2 separate regions of the Mus musculus genome follow, and region 1 is linked to region 2. The links are chromatin contacts, called in public Micro-C maps. All regions are on one chromosome and are shown on one strand. Each heading gives the region's core, a stretch centred on a gene start, on an enhancer-like site or on the middle of the called end of the contact. The rest is flanking DNA. Distances are from core to core; before and after follow the strand shown. Region 1 overlaps Dnah8 (dynein, axonemal, heavy chain 8). Region 2 overlaps Btbd9 (BTB (POZ) domain containing 9).

Region 1 (2,700 bases), core at 43-2,542, 300 kb before region 2:
GCAGCTGATCCTTTTGATCTCTACAACAGGTGTGAGGAGCCTGTCACACGTCATCCCCTTGAGATGGCTGAGTTGATGCGTAATGACAAATTGTGATTCAGAGGCAGAGAGAAAAAAAGTGGAGAGAAGGCAGGAGGTTGGAAAGCCCAACCCCAGCTTCTGCTGGGCGGACCACAGTTAGGGGCCCTTCTGCTCTGTAGTAACGGGGCCTCCATCAATCCCTTGTTCTTTTTACTAACCTCTGCAAAAACAGTCTACATGTGTCTTGTTTGTAAAAGGAAAGTGTGTGTTCGTGCATGTGTGTGTGCGCGTTCGAGTGTGTGTGTGTGTGTGTGTGTGTGTGTGTGTGTGTACACATTTGAGTGCAAGTGCTATGTGTTTTGGTTTGGAGATGTATCCCCAGATCCCATGAAGTAAAATAAAGGTTTAGGTCCCACACTGGGCACAGTTGGGGGGCAGTGCAGCCTCTGAAGAGGTGGAGCCTAGTGAGAGCTGATCCCAGGACTGGGGTGCATCTGGCTGGGGTGTTGAGCTCATAGCCTCTCCCTCTTTCCTCTGTTGGGAGCCATGAGGTGCTGCCCCACCACTGGCTGAAAGCCACAGAGCTGAAAAGGGCCACAGAAAACTTAAATCCCCAAACTTGTGAGCCAAAGTAACCCTCTTCTCTTCGGAAGCTGATTGTCTTCGGTATGTGTTGGAGAGGTGGAGACTTGACGAATACAAGGTGTTCATGGGGAGCCCAACCAAGTAACACATCAGCTGTTCAGCTCTTGGATCCAATAATCAATCAATCTGTCTCTGTCTCTGTCTCTCTCTCTCTCTCTGTCTCTCTCCCTCTGTGTGTGTGTGTGTGTGTGTGTGTGTGTGTGTGTGTGTGTACTGTAGCATAGGTTCTGAGGGTAGAAGAGGTCAGAGGACAGCTTCAGGAGTTACTTCTCTCCTTCCAGCATATGCTCGAGGATGGAGTTCTGGTAGCCGGGCACAGTGGTAGCAAGTGCCCTTGCCCACTTGAGCCATCTTGCCAGAGCCTCAGTCTTTCAGACTGACATTTCACTATATTAGCTTCCCAGCCCTGGAGGTAGAAACTTTTGTTTTTCTAGGCTTTAGCCTAAGCACGCCACCTTTTTTACTGCAAGCACAGTTTGGCTCCTGACTAGACCTTGGGCTTTGGGTCTGTCCGTTCAACGGTCAGATAAAGTCTACTGAGAACACATGTTGGCACACTGACCGTATGGAAAGCTCCCTCCCCACAGCAACTCTCCAGGGCAAGCTGAATGGAAGAGTTGAGTCACTATGACTGGGAACAGCGAGAAAATGTCCTTATCTGTGAATGGGGGATCAAATAACAGGGTCGCATGAGTGTTGGAACTAGTATGTGATAAGGGGAGCAGCTTTCAGATAAGAGTGTGTGAAATTGGTCTCTGGAAAGCTGTAATGTACAATCCAAAAGCCACTAAGGAACTTAGTCAAAAAGACAATTACCCACAAAGCAAGCAAGCCAAGGTGTGCTCGCCCATAGCCAAGAGCCAGAGAAACACCCACAGCCCTGATGGTGGCTGCATAGAACCCATTGTGGTGGTAGACAACAAGTCAGGAGAAAGTAGCCACTGGGGCTGGGGCTGGGGGGACTATGGATTCCCCTACTTCCTGGGGAGAGATGCAGGGACTTTTACCACCCCCCCCCCCAGCATAGCTGTCAGGACACACCTCTCAGGACTATCCAAGGGCTCATTGTGTCTTTTCCCCCATGCTCAAGGAAGGAGAAAGACAGGAAGAAGCCCCTTCATGCCCCTGAGAAACCAAGGAATACTCTTTATGAATTGAAGGCATCCCGTTTCCCAACATTGAACACATATAAAATAACAGAATAAAAAATAAATCTACAGGTAAGTTTCCTAGTAGCCATAAAATAGCTAAACCACAACATAAGCAGTTAGTAATGACAATAAGTGATCAGCAATAATTAACATAAGTAATTAGCGTGTGAAAGCTGGTAGCACAGCAGGCAAGAGCAGGGAACAGTGGTTACCCCTCTCCCACATCAACTGCTAAGAACCAGGGACTGAACTGCCCACCAGAGTCAGGCCATCCCAGAGCTACCACGTGTGACACAGACTCTCTAAGACTCAACTGCCTCATTCTCTATATGTGTATATGCATGTGTGTGTGTCCTCATGTATGTGTGTGTACACATATAAATGTTTGTATGTGTGTGTATGTGCAATTATGTGTGTGTGTACCAGCATGCTCACATGTGTGTATGTTTGTATATGTTTGTATGTGTGCATATATGTGTGAGTGTGTGTGTATGAGTATGTGTGCGTGCATACATGCATGCATGTGTATGTGTTTGTGTGTGCACATGAAAGCCAGAAGACAAACTTTGGGGGTTAATAATTAGGCCCTGTCTCCTTGTTTTCTTTTACTGGCCTGGAACTCACCAAGTAGTCTAGACTGGCTGGTCAGCGAGCACCAAGGAGCTGCTCGTCTTTGCCTCCCCGGCTGAGATTACGTCTGTGGGCCTCCATGCACACATTGTGGAGTTTGAACTCCAGAATCTTAGGCTTACACACCGAGCTCTGTACTTACTGAGCTATGTCCCCAGAGCAGTTGCCTCCTTTTGAAATTGATGGCAAACCTACTTCAAAAACCCTCCCTTAATGGTTGTTAGTATCTAAGAGAGTGTGTATACATTTCTTG
Region 2 (2,724 bases), core at 19-2,518:
CAAATGATGGTTAGGAATATATCAGAAAACCACAGAGTAATTAGCCCCGTGCCTCAGATTGTGTCACTTTGTAACTTGGGTTTAAATTATGACTCCGTCTCTGAGCATGTTTACACAGCCTCTCCTCTTTCTTTGGAGAGTGTTGGTTCTAGGTGTCAGCACCTGTGACAAGCCTTCCTTACCTGTGAAGCCTCCTGTGTAGATGACTGTCTATGTCAGTTGTGAGATTAGTGAGGGGAGGGGTTTGAGATAACCTTCCCAACCCCGTTTCTCCCTTTCTAGTAATTGTTTTTTATCTTTGTCCTATAGGACTATAAAACTTAATTTTTTCTTAATGGCTATAAAATAGCATAAAGAAAATTATGATTGCTGTTCATGATCTTGCTCAGTCCCTGCTGCTGCTTTATAATTTTAAGAGTTTTCTTCATGCATAGAGAGATGCAGGTATTAAGAGTACTTATGAAAAAAATAACCCTTACAGTTATATTTGAACATTTTCGTAATTTAAATTTTTCCAGGAATACTTTTCCTTTTAAATTCATTATTGAACTATGGATTTTGAAGGGACAAAACCCCATGGAGCTGTATTTTATCTAGCAGAGCATCCATATTCCAGCTGCCGTGGGGGATCCTCCGCCTGTTTGGATGATCTCAGCCCGGAGTGAAGGATGCTCTCGGGGAATGAACCTGTTGAGAATGGCTGAAAGTGCTCGGGGGCTCTCAAGAGAAACTTCAAAAGAAAACCTCGACCTGTGATAAGCTTTCATGTCTATTTTAGATTTCAGCTATAATCATTTGAAACTCTTGTATCTGGTATATTATTCAGAGTCTGATAGATTTTAGTACCAAAGGAAGGTGGCTTTAGTTTCCAAGCATGGAGGCTTGTTACACGATCCCCTCTATGGTTCAGTCTTAACCTGTGGTGACAGAGCTGTGGTGACAGAGCTGTGGTGACAGAGCTGTGGTGACAGAGCTGTGGTGACAGAGCTGTGCTGTCAGAGCTGTGGTGACAGAGCTGTGGTGACAGCTGTGGTGACAGAGCTGTGCTGTCAGAGCTGTGGTGACAGAGCTGTGGTGACAGAGCTGTGGTGACAGAGCTGTGGTGACAGAGCTGTGGTGACAGAGCTTTGCTGTCAGAGCTGTGGTGACAGAGCTGTGGTGACAGAGCTGTGGTGACAGAGCTGTGGTGACAGAGCTGTGCTGTCAGAGCTGTGCTGTCAGAGCTGTGGTGACAGAGCTGAGGTGACAGAGCTGTGGTGACAGAGCTGTGGTGACAGAGCTGTGCTGTCAGAGCTGTGGTGACAGCTGTGGTGACAGAGCTGTGGTGACAGAGCTGTGGTGACAGAGCTGTGGTGACAGCCCTATCAGAATTTGCTGGTGAAGGAGAAGCGGAGCCTTACACCCTCTGGGGTCTGGCATCAGCTCTGCTGCTTGCTGGGCAGGGAGTCCATTGAGCTCTCGGGGCTTCCTCTTCTCGTCTGTGGTGGCTGCGGTATTATACTGTGCTCTGAGGACCAACTTGAAGGAATTAGAGTGCCTACACTCTAATTCCTTCAGCAGAGTCTATGCCGAGTCCTGAGAAGGTTAACAGTTGACACAGAACATGATGCTGTTCCCACCCCAGCTGCTGGGCACTACTGTGCTGGGCGGTTTGGCCGACTCACCTCACTCTGTCGCCTTTGCTCTTAGCTCCCAGTGTCCTCTTGTGGACCCACTGTCTTGTCTTCATTTGAAAACTCTGGCAAAACCTGTTCCCCACCATCTCTGCAATGCTGAATTGTTCCTGTCTGTTCCTTGTGCATCTGAAAAGTCTCATTTTCTTTTCATACTGTGTGGCCGAGTTGTATGTGCGCTGTGGGAGCTCGGGATTTAAGTACATGTTGTAAGCCAGAGTAGTTCTCTTACATGTGTGTAATATAGTAATGCCTGTTTCTTAAAGAATATACTATATGCTTTGCAAACATCACCTCAGTCTTTACATAGAACATCTAGGGGACAGGCATTGTCCTCTTAAGAAATTGAGTTGACATTAAGAAATTGACATACCCAGCGCAGAGTACAGCCTTGGTTTAACGTCAGTCTCTGAACATGTTTATGCAGCCTCCGTGGAGAGTGGCAGTTTTAGGATTCAGCACTGGAGACACCCTCCCGACCTGGGAAGCATTATGTGTAGAGTACCTCAGAGTCCCAGACATGAATCTCAATGGAGAGACGATTCTGATGGCAAACCAGCAAACACCCAAGGGATGTTTTCTTTTAAATAGAATTTTATTTTCTCAGCTTGAAAATGGATTAATCTTGTCTGCGTGTGACCAACAGTGCCTAACACTGGGGCTTCTCCTCTGTTTGAGCACCGACCTGCTTGCTCTGCCTTATGCTGCCCTCAGTTGGGATGGCAGGTATGGGCCATCCCATAGGCTAGTTTTGTTCAGCAGGTGTTAAGTTGAACCTGCTAGCAGGATGAGTTCAGCAGAGGGTACATTTGTCCCGCTGCTTGTGTTTCTAGTATTCTCTGAATTTTTTTTTTTTTTTTTTGGTTTTTCGAGACAGGGTTTCTCTGTATACCCCTGGCTGTCCTGGAACTCACTCTGTAGACCAGGCTGGCCTCGAACTCAGAAATCCGCCTGCCTCTGCCTCCCGAGTGCTGGGATTAAAGGCATGCACCACCACGCCCGGCTCTAGTATTAATTCTCAGTAATGTTTAGTGTTTGGCTCACTGTGGTA

The links. A called contact is a pair of places that touch in the nucleus more often than the background predicts.
Region 1: a Micro-C map of the G1E-ER4 cell line shows a contact between it and region 2. The contact joins two enhancer-like sites. A contact is called at or near these places in 11 of 484 Hi-C or Micro-C datasets (the 3T3-L1 cell line, the G1E-ER4 cell line, the HPC-7 cell line and 7 more), 1 of 115 datasets of contacts at active chromatin or transcription factors (neural progenitor cells) and 4 of 9 other capture datasets (adipose tissue, embryonic stem cells, liver and 1 more).

The regions. Positions count from the first base shown.
Region 1 is chr17:30,819,918-30,822,617 of GRCm38.p6, reverse strand. The region is part of intron 85 of Dnah8 (dynein, axonemal, heavy chain 8); the gene reads right to left. Among named protein-coding and RNA genes, the nearest start is that of Gm41561, 37 kb to the left of the region's middle. Within about 2 kb of position 1,292, at least 9 of the 459 cell types and tissues checked have an H3K27ac peak or open chromatin away from gene starts, as enhancers often do. A contact at or near this core is called in the G1E-ER4 cell line, where this site is marked.
Region 2 is chr17:30,517,530-30,520,253 of GRCm38.p6, reverse strand. The region is part of intron 4 of Btbd9 (BTB (POZ) domain containing 9); the gene reads left to right. Among named protein-coding and RNA genes, the nearest start is that of Btbd9, 57 kb to the left of the region's middle. Within about 2 kb of position 1,268, at least 80 of the 459 cell types and tissues checked have an H3K27ac peak or open chromatin away from gene starts, as enhancers often do. A contact at or near this core is called in the G1E-ER4 cell line, where this site is marked.